Regions from separate parts of the Mus musculus genome. Here regions 1 and 2 are each linked to region 3. A link is a contact called in public promoter capture Hi-C data. All regions are on one chromosome and are shown on one strand. Each heading gives the region's core, a stretch centred on a gene start, on an enhancer-like site or on the middle of the called end of the contact. The rest is flanking DNA. Distances are from core to core; before and after follow the strand shown. Region 1 overlaps Gpr68 (G protein-coupled receptor 68). Region 2 overlaps Dglucy (D-glutamate cyclase). Region 3 overlaps Ccdc88c (coiled-coil domain containing 88C).

Evidence for each region. Capture Hi-C pulls out chosen DNA fragments and counts their contacts.
Region 1: a contact with region 3 is called in a promoter capture Hi-C map of adipose tissue. The contact joins two enhancer-like sites. A contact is called at or near these places in 1 of 39 promoter capture datasets (macrophages) and 3 of 9 other capture datasets (adipose tissue, liver and pancreatic islet).
Region 2: a contact with region 3 is called in a promoter capture Hi-C map of adipose tissue. The contact joins two enhancer-like sites. A contact is called at or near these places in 4 of 9 other capture datasets (adipose tissue, embryonic stem cells, liver and 1 more).

What each region holds. Positions count from the first base shown.
Region 1 is chr12:100,881,595-100,885,475 of GRCm38.p6, forward strand. All of the region lies in intron 2 of Gpr68 (G protein-coupled receptor 68), which reads right to left. Among named protein-coding and RNA genes, the nearest start is that of Gm36572, 10 kb to the right of the region's middle. Within about 2 kb of position 1,782, at least 68 of the 459 cell types and tissues checked have an H3K27ac peak or open chromatin away from gene starts, as enhancers often do. A contact at or near this core is called in adipose tissue, where this site is marked.
Region 2 is chr12:100,864,886-100,868,984 of GRCm38.p6, forward strand. It overlaps Dglucy (D-glutamate cyclase), which reads left to right. Exons shown (of 13, transcript NM_145448.5): 12 at 2,219-2,370. Among named protein-coding and RNA genes, the nearest start is that of Gm36572, 27 kb to the right of the region's middle. Within about 2 kb of position 1,771, at least 16 of the 459 cell types and tissues checked have an H3K27ac peak or open chromatin away from gene starts, as enhancers often do. A contact at or near this core is called in adipose tissue, where this site is marked.
Region 3 is chr12:100,950,594-100,954,236 of GRCm38.p6, forward strand. Ccdc88c (coiled-coil domain containing 88C) reads right to left here. Exons shown (of 30, transcript NM_026681.5): 11 at 3,571-3,643; 12 at 2,694-2,838. Among named protein-coding and RNA genes, the nearest start is that of A630072L19Rik, 14 kb to the left of the region's middle. Within about 2 kb of position 2,123, at least 38 of the 459 cell types and tissues checked have an H3K27ac peak or open chromatin away from gene starts, as enhancers often do. A contact at or near this core is called in adipose tissue, where this site is marked.

The DNA of each region.
Region 1 (3,881 bases), core at 532-3,031, 69 kb before region 3:
TAGGTAGTGGAACATATCCACACATCTGTAATCTCAATAATTAGAGGTGGAGGCAGGAGGATTGCTGAGAGTTCAAGACCAGCCTGGGCCCACAAACTGGTATCAGCTCTCCAACCTTGCCTGCCACCCCCACCTTGAGGACACAGGACTTGCCTTCTGTCCTCAGATAGTAAAATTCTGTCTAAAAACAAAATGACATTTTGAAGGGAAAAAACCATATTCACATAAATTCATTGCAGTATACTCTTGTAATTATTCTACTTTATTACTAGTTGTTGCCCACGTCCTCCTATGTCTAATATACAAATTAAACTATCGTGTGTATAGGTTCATACGTGTTTGATAACTCATGGTGTAAATAGAAGTCAGTTCTACACATCTGTGGTTTTCGGCATCTGCTGGGGGTGTTGGATATGTGCCCTTAGGATAAGGTAGACCACAGTGTAATCACTTTTCCTGGATAAAGGGACCAGAATTCTCCTTAGTTTTTAAATGAGCAGGGGATGGGTCTGGTCCAAAGCCACCCTTTCTGTCACCTGGATTCCAACTCCCTCTAACTCATACAAGAAGCCCAGCCCCCTCCTCCACGCAAGCTCTTCCCTCCTCTCATCCCAGCCAACTTCTTCTTTCCTCAAAGAAGCACCTCCAGATCCTCTCCGCCCTCTGCCCTAGCTCTCCTCTCCACCTCATCTCTGCCTCTACTCAACCCCATCCCAGACCTCCCACCCAGGCCCACGCCAGTCATCGCCAGCCTCTGGAGAAGCATCCCAAATCATTCCTTGCTCTACACACTTGGAAGCACCTAGACTAAACACCAAGACTTTCTCACACCTAGACTAAAATCCAAGCACCCTTGCCGGATCCACGAGGCCCACAAACTGGTATCAACTCCCCAACCTTGCCTGCCACCCAGGCACAGGACTTGCCTTCTGTCCTCAGTCCCTTCACCTGGATCTTGCCTAGTCACTCCTTCCCAAAGTTTGACTCACTATGGCACCGCCCACCACAGTACCTGCTCCTTCTCTTCTAGAGATATGGTAACTGTCATTTCCTGGAAAGACCTTCCCTGGCACCCACCTTGACTCCCCTGCCCTTGCAGTGTGGACTGGTTAGGGGCTTCTTAGAAGACTAGGAAGGGTCATTTCTCGTTTTTTTTTTCAGGTAATAATAGTGGGGTTCAAAAGGGGAGACTTGGACCAGTGAGATGGCTCAACTTGCAAAGGCAAGCATGACGACCTGAGTTTAAGCCCCTTGGCCCAAATGGTGGAAGGAGAGACTGGAGTCCCACAGTTATCCTCTGACTTTCACACACATGCCATAAGTGTTAGTATCAGAGTTCAGATACCCCAGAGCACATGTGAATGACAGGTGAGCATGGCAAACCACCTGTAATTCTAGTCTTGAATAGCAGAGATAGAAGGTGCCAAGAACAAGCGGGCCAGCCATTTCAGGGGGCCCTGTGTTGGATTTAGAGGAAGATGGCTGGAGATGACTCCTGGCATCAATATTGGGGCTCCACACGCAGATAGCACACACATGAACACACAGAGAGACATACATACACACATGCACACAGATACACACATGCATACATAAATACACACACATGCATACATACACACACACACACCACATGAAATTGGAGAGAAAAGAGGGTGAGGAGCACAGGCTTCAGGATCCCACAGACCAGAACAGACAAAGCCTCCGTCTTGAAACATGTCCTGTCAGGTCTTGGAAATTCCCTGATAGTCACCAGGCCCCACTCTGTTGTTTACTAGTGGTGAGTGTATGGACGTGTGGGGTAGGGCGGGGTGAGGTTTATAGCTTCCTTTTTCCTACGCCAGCAGTAAGCTACTTCTTGCAACCAAAGTCAGAAATGTTCAAGCCTGCGTAGCCAAGAAGCAGCACCGACTACAGTTAGGCTGAGGCACCTCCCACGTTCACTTTGGATCAAAAAGAACAACAGTTCTTGAACTGTCTGCATTGGAATCCACTGGAGGTTTTAAAACATTGCAGAGACTCCTATTCCAGAGTTTCCAAACTGGCTGAGTCTGAGAAAGGTACTTTAAAAACTTCCATCTCACACAAGCTCCTAGGAGATGCTGGAGATGCAGGTTTGCTGGACCATGGGTCACACCTTTAGAGTAGTGAGGCACCAGAAGAAGCATCTAGAAGGTCATGGGCTCAGATTCTGAGCAAAACCTCCTTTTGTGAGTCCCTGAAGCAGGGAGCAGAGGTACTTGGAAGGCACTTAAAACCCAGCGGGAACTTTGGGCAGAACAAGGGCACAGGTCCTGGGCATTTCTAGGCTGCTTCTGCTTCTTCCAGTGGCCCTCATGGGTGGTGACTGCGAGTGTCCCTTTAGCTTGCAAAATGTTTACTATATTAAGGTTCCACTCTGTACTCTGCTCCACCTTCACAACCCTGTTTGTTGTTTGGTTTCTTTCTCTCTTTCTCTCTTTCTTTCTCTCTCTCTCTCTTTCTCTCTTTCTCCCTCCCTCCCTCCTTCCCTCCCTCCCTCCCTCCCTCCCTCCCTCCCTCCCTCCCTTCCTTCCTTCCTTCCCTCCCTCCTTCCCTTCCTTCCTTCCTTCCTTCCTTCCTTCCTTCCTTCCTTCCTTCCTTCCTTCTTTCTTTTTAGACATAAGGTCCAAAGAGACAGTTTGCCCAACAGTCCAGTACCTCCAGGATTCCTGGAGCAGGTATTTGTGAAACATGCAATGTTCACAGGCCAGGGTACATGCATGGGAGACTTAAATAAAATGAGAAGGTGCTCCCACCCCCAGCAAACCTCCATGCCCAGAAGTCAGGAAGGCCACACACACTAATCACTGCCAAGAGAGGCAGTGTCTGGTGGATGCAAGGGTGTCTCTTCACCCCTGTCATATTCAGTGTCTGCTCACTCTTGTTATTCCAGGCATGCTTTCCATGATTCCAACCCCATTGCACACTGATGGCTCCCGTTGCTCTCCCAAGGCTGGAGGCTGCACAAACCACTCCTGCCGTGCCACAGGACATGCTCAGTGGGGTCCAGACTTGGTACAACATTTTGTCCACTAACCTGTCCTTAGAAAAGATGTCCCCCCTTGCCCAGTGATTCACCATGAATGGGTGGCCTTTGGCTTTCCCCATCATCTTTCACTTAAGTGAACTGCCAACTTGTAGAATTTTCTTTTTTTTTTTTTTTAAAGATTTATTTATTTATTATATGTAAGTACACTGTAGCTGTCTTCAGACACCCCAGAAGAGGGCGTCAGATCTTGTTACAGATGGTTGTTAGCCACCATGTGGTTGCTGGGATTTGAACTCCGGACCTTCGGAAGAGCAGTCGGGTGCTCTTACCCACTGAGCCACCTCACCAGCCCTAGAATTTTCAACTAAGTGTTTGAAAGTATCTCTCTTTTCTTCCTTTCTCTCACCAGGCTTGATCAAGACTTCTTTCCTGAAGTCAGTGCAACTGCCTTAAGTCAGGCTCAAGTCTTCAAGTTACTACCAAAAGCCATTTTCCAAACCACAAATCTAATCAAGTAAAAAAAAAATGGCTGTTCAACCACTCACTCACTCACTCACTCGCTCGCTCACTCACTCATCTATCCCCTATCATCCCACACCCATTATCCACCCATCTGTCCATCCATCCATCCATCCATCCATCCGTCTATCATGTATACATCCAACAATCATTCATCTCTATCCATCATCCATCCATCTATCCATCCACCAATCAATCATCCATCCATGTATCCATCCATTCATCATGCATCCATCCATCCATGCATCCATTCATCATTCATTTATCCCTCCATCCATGCATCCATTCATCATTCATTTATCCCTCCACCCATGCATCCATCCATCATCTATCCACCCATCTATCCACTCAG
Region 2 (4,099 bases), core at 521-3,020, 86 kb before region 3:
CAATCTACCCTTGTCTGATAGATCATAAGACCATCCAGGTCCGGAGAGTCCTGTTCCCCACCCAGTAAGAAGGATGCTGCACAGAGAGGCAAAGAAGAGGCCAAGAAAGCTGGTTTTGCTTTCCACTCTGTCTGCTAACACAGCTCTCCACCAAAGCCCAAAAGAGTTCAGAGAGCTCCCAGGTGGCCAGACACATGCTGTTCCTGGAGGACAGAGCAACCAGAGCAAGCACCAGGCCCATTTCTGTGTGCCTTACCAGTACATTTTTTTCATCTAGATCTTTCATAACATCCTCTGTAATAAAACAGCCTTCCCCTGTGGCTGTTGAAGCAAGGTAATTAAATCCAATATGAGCTTTCAGGAACCCTCACAGTCAGTCAGAGGCTATGATGAGCAACCTGGGGTTCAACATTGGAATCAAAAGAGGAGGAGGCAGTCTTAGAGACCAAGACCTCTGGCAAGCCCATGGGCTCTGACATTGAGGTGCAACTGAACTGGATTGGAGCACACTTGGGTTAGCTATCTGCTGCTATAAAACTGTGAGATTCCTGGCAGAGAGAGACCCCCACACCCTCAGTGGTCACATTACCCTCTCTGTTGCTGGTGTGAGAACAGGGAAGGATCCATCTGGTGTTTTAATAATATATTCATGTCACGTAGATTTTAACACAATTAAAAAACTTTAAAAAATCATTTTTTAAAAGAAAAAGGAATGTGAGCTCTGAAGGGAATAGCTTGAATTACATCATATGTCTACAACTCACTCGCTGTGTGATCTTTTCCCTTCTGTGTCTGTTTCTGAGTTGCTCACATGTAGACAATGATGCTATGCCTCGTTGGTTTGCTTTAAGGACTCCAGGAGCTAAGACACACAAGCCATCTGCAGCAGGATGGCAGACTAGATTATTCAACCAAAGCAAGAATCGCTTTTCCCTTGAGTGTTCTGTTGATGACGCAGCCCCCACGATTTGTATAGCCCTGACAAGCCAGCTGATGACAGCTGTAAGACGCGACCAGAGACATAGACATCTACCAGTGTCAGAGATTCGAGTGTAACTATGATATAGTAGTCTTCCTTGGCCGTGTTTGGCTGTATCCCTTTGTACTCCCTGGGGTTTGTGTTTGTACGTTTGCTTACCTGGCTCCTCCCACTGCACAGCTCCACTCTCTCTCCAGTTGAATTCTACCCAGATCATAAAATTCACATCCAATGACTCTTTTCTGTGACTTTTTCCTGAACCAAACAGAGTAACTGGTCTCTCTTCTAGTGACCCCAGAATCCTTTGCAAGCATCTCATTGATGATCGTCTTACCCTGAGGCTGGCTATGTGCACACCTCTCTCCTCCATCTGATGATCCTCTTCCTTTAAAAGAGATAGTTATCTATTTGTGTGTGCATCTGTGCGAGCGAGCGAGCGAGCGTGTGTGTGTGTGTGTGTGTGTGTGTGTGTGTGTGTGTGTGTAAGTCAGAGGACAACTTGCAGGAATCAGTTCTCTCCTTCCACTGTATAGGTCCTGGGGACTGAACTTGGGTCACCAAACTTGACAGCTAGAGTTTTTACCCACTGAGCTGTCTTATCCTCCTTTCTTCCTTAATGATGCAGAGCCTAGAGCTTAACAGCCCCCATCAGTCTTTGACAGGACTGAGAACTCAAACAGGTGTCAGAGAATAGACAAAATAGACTCTGCTGTGGGAAATGAGCCCTGGGGCCTGGCTGGCAGACTAGGGAGGTCGGTCTGAGGGTGAGTTAGGGATGGTCTTCTGCACAGAGAAATGGCAAGCCTCAATTGGCAGGCTGTCTGCTCTATGCCTCAGGGGACAGGCTTCTGTGTAGCCTAGGGGTTGAGAGCAGCCCTTGGGCAGTGCTTTCATGTTGGGAATTCTGGAATGGCTTTCTGTGAGAAGTGGCTTTTCCTCTAACAGTCATTAACGTGGGACAGCCCTAATAGCTTCAAGCAATGGTTCTCAAACTTTTTCTTGAATCAAGTATACCTACAGGGCTCCCTAAAACTTATCCGCACCCCAGCAATCTTGCAGAAATTCTGATCTAGGAGGTCTGGGCTGAGGCCCAAGAACTTGCAGCAAGTCCCTAGGTCATCCTGGTGCCTGCTCTTTCTGCCAGTGCTCTGAGGTGACACCGGTTGCTTGGAGGCAGACCAGTGGAGCCCAGGATCTTTACAGTTCTGTGATGGAACATTTTTTCCTTTTGCATTCTAGGTGTTTCTAACTGGGGAGGCTACGCCCTGGCCTGTGCACTGTATATTCTGAACTCATGTCAAGTCCATGAGCGCTACCTGAGGAGGGCAACTGGACCTTCCAGGAGAGCTGGGGAACAGAGCTGGATCCAGGCCCTGCCATCTGTCGCTAAGGTAATACACTCCAGCAAGCCGCTGGCCAAGATACAACTTCCTTGCTGAATGAGAACTAATCAGGCCTGAGCGCTCCAAGCCACAACCACCGTGCTATCCAAAGCTAGCCTAGAGGGAATGTCTCCCTGCGGGGCCAGTCTGAGCCACAGATTCAGACAATCCTTGGTTGGATCTACCTCAGGTCTTATGTAAGACCTGTTCAGCGAGATCCTTTCCTTTCTAGTTTGACTTTCAGCAACTTGCTTTTCCCTCTCAGAGACTGAGTCTTTGTAAAGTGTCATCTAATGACAGTCAGCACTGTCATAAGAAAGAAACGCTTGATCCATGGAAGCCAGCATCCAGGTTCTGGTCAGGAGTGGGGGTCAGAGTCCTTACTGTCCTGGTCACACAAGTGACGACTCAGACAGAAAATTGAGATGTCTCCCAGCCAGCCAAAGGCTGGTGCTCTGACCCCCTCCTCCCATTGCAGAAATCCCCCATATTTAGAGGGCCTTATAGCTGCTTTTCTTTTTCTTCATGATGTTTTATGCAGTCCCTCTGGCCTCTTTCCTGGTGAATTTGGAACCTCTCTGGCTTGGTATTATTCTTTCCATAGAGGGAGCTGGTGGGCTCTAGGTGGTAGTCTTGCCAAGACCACCAATAAGAGACAGAGCTAAAATAGGAGTTAGAGTCTCTCTGATCCAGACTTGGGGCTTGCCTCGGGTGGCTGAGAAGTGTCTCAGCTCCTGAGAATGCTGAGGGCTGTGGGAGAGGTGGGTGTGAGACCCAAGTGACATTTTCATGGGGGAAATGGTCTAGTCTTCCCTGGGCGACCCAGAGGGCTAGCTGTTTTTTCTTTTTGCTTCCTGGATTTGAACTGGAAAACATGGAAAGGGAGGGGGCACCCTCCCCCATGACTCCTGATTCACACAGACACAAAGTGTGAACCCGCCCAGCCAGCTCCACACTCAGCCTCCAGGGATGGAAACATTCTCCTCCTGGCATGGATACCCACCCTTTCAGAAGTGTATTAACAATGCCCTGTTCTCGAGGAGGAAATGGAAAGGCATGTTTTTAAAGCAGAGCCACATTGGCTGAACCCCTCCTGGGGGCCAGACCCAGGCTTGTTCTGGGAAACAATGAGCAGTCAGATGGGGCCCCTGGAGAAGGAGCCTGGGCAGGGAACACAGTGACGCAGGAGCCCAGATGGAAGTTCTCCACCACCCCCTCAGTTTGGGCTGAAATCCTGGCTCAAGCAAACCTTGCCTCAACTTCCACTTCCTAAGTTCCTAGATCTATAGGTACTCCCAGCTTCCAAACTTACTTTTGTTTTAAAAAAGAAAATCTAATTTGCTTTAAAAAAATCATTTTCCAGAGACATCAGCCCACCATGATCCAGAGTGAATGAGTAGGTCACCTCACACACTCTGTCTCTAAGTCCAGAAGTTGCCCTGGGGCCTCTTTCCCCATCCACCTTGACTCCATCCTCAAGGCCTGCCCACCATGCCTCACTTCAGTCCTCCTTCCACTCTCCTGTCTCACTGACTGCCGCAGCAGCCCGGCCAGGACTGCAGCCTTCAGCTCTGCTTCAGCCCCGGAGGAGCTACCCGCTCCACTTGGTCTTGTAGAACATGGTGTGGTCCTTCCTGGAAATTCGCTGGGAACGGCAGTTGGTCCATTTGGTCCCTCTGGGTCTTAGAGGCTGGAACACCAGCCAGTTCCTGACCTGCTAGCTGTTCATACTCACCCT
Region 3 (3,643 bases), core at 873-3,372:
TCATGGCTGCCTAAAAAGACCTGAACAGGACAACACCAGCAGCCAAGCTAACATGCAAGTGGGAAATGACATGCATGGGACCTCAACCTAGACAAAGAACTACAGGCAACTAAGGGGAGCTGAAAGCAGGAGAAAGAGCCGTCTCCAAGGAAGAACTCCAACAAACACACAAACAAGCAACAGTGTGTGGACAAGGTAGAGTGCGCTTATATATTTAGCTCTGTGTGTGAGTGTGTGTGTGTAAAACAACAGTTAAAGAAAGAGGCCATAAATTTGAAAGAAAGCAAGGGGATGCATAAGAAGAGTTGGAGAGAGGAAACCAAAGGGGAAAACCAAAGGGAGGAAATGATCTAATTATATTTTAATTAATTAAAAAATAATTAAAAAAAAAAGAACCTAAGTATAAAGTCCCTTATCCTAAAATAAAAGTTCACTAACTCAACCTGTGGCCATTTGGACATATTTCTGCAACATATGTGTGGAGGTCATTTTGATAATGGTGAAATCTATATAAATTTACCATTTTATATGTTTTTAATATTTTAGTGTGTGTGCGCGCACGCACGTGGACACAGAGGACAAGTTGTAGGAGTTGCCTCTCTTCCTAGGCATCGAATTCAGGTTATCAGGCTTGGCAGCACACAGCTTTACCTGCTGAGCTGTCTCACTGGCCTCATGTTCGGCATTTTTAAAGGTTCACCACCACGGCACTAGGGACATGCACGGCTTGGCCACCATCAGCAGGGTCCATCTTTCTCATTCTTCCATACCGAGACTTGGGACAGAATAATATTCACGTTCCTACAGCTTAACAACGGTACCAATAGCAAGTGGCTTGCCACTAACTAAAGCAAGCTCCACGCTGAGCACAAAGGCTTACTCATCAGACCACCCAGCAACCAAGACTCACAACAACATAAATGAGGCCAGGTAAGGCTAAAGCCTGTCTCCTCACATGTCCACTCGGCATGATGATGCAAGCTACAGTTTAAGGGCTTGGTATCACTCCAGGTTACTCGGCTAACAAGCACGAAACCTGCTCCTTAGGCCAGGCCTTTCCAAGTCTTTCTGAGAGGCCATAGGCGCTGCTCAGTGGTAAGGGGTGCGCTCAGTATGTTCGAGGCACTGACTTCAATCCTCCATCCAAGAAGAACAATCTGAAACATTAGAGGCAGGCACAGCTCAACCCTAGCTATTCAGGAGAATGGGGCAGGAGATCACCTGAGCCCAGGAGTTTGAAGCCTGTCTGGGCAGCATAGTGAGACTAACCAACACTATCATTAAGAATAAGTCACTAGCCCAGAGAGACGGCTCAGCAGTTAGGAGCACTGGCTGTTCTTGAGGACCTGCGTTCAGTTCGCAACACTCACATGGCAGCTCATAGTCGTAGCTCCAGTTCCAAGAGATCCAAGACCCTCTAGACTATATACGTGGCCAAAACAAACACATAAGTCATGTGACCAGTGAGTCAAAAGGCATGGATGTCACACAACCTGATGACCTGGGTCTGAGCCCAGCACCACATGGTGAAGGAAGAACCAATTCCCACAAATTCTCCTGACTTCCGCATACGCATACACATATAAATAAATGAAATTTTATAACAATAATAATAGAATAAATAAAACATGTCCATGTCTGAACCTTAACGGGTTCATAAACTATACCAAGCAGTGTGAACTGTTCGGGCCTTTGAAGCAGGCCCTGAGGGTGTGAACTGCTTCTCCAGCCCACCAGGGGGCAGACTTGAAACTTCACAGGAGAGACAATGCTTTTCCCACCCGGTGTGGCTCCCAGTCGCCTCACTCAGCTCAGTACACAGGCACCAAAGCAGACACAACTCAGTGTCCACAGACACAAGTTAACTCAATCCTTTCAAGTTCAGAGCTGGTAAGAGCACTGGAAGAAATAACCTTGGCAGTATTCTCAGGGACCTTTTATCAGCATCTTTCAAACCTACAATAAGCCAACCGCCCCCACCGGCTCTCTAAAGTGCTAAGTCAACACTAACTTGCCATCGGGTGCATGGGAAAGGTGAACAAGGCTATTTTCAAACACAGGAATTGGCTTATTGTTTGTTGGGCTCTGGAGCTTCCTGCTGCAGTGCTGACTGGGGTCCCACACCCTTCCCATAATGGACACCTTATCTCAGGGTACCAGCAGAGGGCAGCAGCACTTGCCAGGAAGGAGGACTCCCCCCCCCCCCCCCCCCAGCAGGGAAGATCCATAAAGAGCCTGGGACTGGGGAGCAGCCGCCACCACTTAGCATTGCCACCAGGGAGATGGGATAAGCAGCAGCCATCCTGCCCAATTATGTAAATGAACAGCGCAAATAATGTCCGGGGTACATTTATAATAAGGATTAGTGACCACTGGGGACACTTCCTGGTGTCAGGGCTTTCTGTCATCGCGAAGAGAGCTGTGATCTGGAAGCTCCTGAGAGTGCATATGGGAAACCAAGAAATCCCAACACTTCATTTGTAGTTTACTTCCAGACATTGGGGCTGCCAGGCCACTTACATTTCCCCTGGGGAGAGCTATAATGAAACAGCTCCAAATGGCACTTGAGGAAATCACATTTAGTTGTGTAAATGTGGGTGGGTTGCTAGGAAGACTCGGAGCCAAAGGCTCAGCTCCGGGGTAAGCAGCAGTGGCTGAGACGGGGCTGGACCCCGGGCACAGGCGCTGCCTACCGTCGGACAAGTCTGCGTTCTTGGACAGCTGCTCCAGTTCCCAGCCAAGGTGGGCCGACTCTTTCATGCTCTGCTTCTGAGCCATCTCCAGAACCATGTATTCTTCCAGCAGCTTCTCAATTTGTTTCTTGTCTGCATCCCGATCCTAGGGCAGAAAGAGGGAAAAGTGTGAGGACGGGTCTGACTGGCCTCAGACGCGCAGTATCTCCTCTCTCCTCTGCAGGTGACAGCATGCTTCCTGCCAGACAGAGAGAGAGCTATAACATTTCTACTTAGGTCAAGAAGGAAGTCCTGGAGCCGGGCGTGGTGGCACACGCCTTTAATCCCAGCACTTGGGAGGCAGAGGCAGGTGGATTTCTGAGTTCGAGGCCAGCCTGGTCTACAGAGTGAGTTCCAGGACAGCCAGGGCTATACAGAGACACCCTGTCTCAAAAAACCAAAAAAAAAAAAAAGGAAGTCTGAGGTCTCAGTGAACACTCTCTGAGCATAGGGACACAAGGAACACTGTGCTGAGACAGGCGCTCTGGTGATGGGTACTTGTTGGTTCTAAGTAGGTCTCTGCAGCTTCAAGTGCTGTGATAGGTATGGCATGCCAATGCTCAACATGAGAGCCACTGAGGACCCCTTGAAAAGGACACACCTGTGTTCACCCTTGCAGAAGAGTGGTTACTTTTGCAGAGGCAACATAAAAGTCAGGTCCCACAAGTGTCAAGGACAGTTAAGTGCCCACTCAAGCCACTGAGATAGTAGGTGCTTCTTTCAGTCAACAAGCTGCAGCTGACACATCAGAAGAGCCTGCCCTTTCCCACATGCCCTGCCTCCACCGATAGTCCCGCCCCTCCCCCAACGCCACCCATTGCACCCTGCCCGTTAATACCAGTTCCAAGTCATGGAGTTTAGATTTTAGCTGTAGGTTCTCTTTCTCCAGCTCGTGGACTTTATCACTGCGA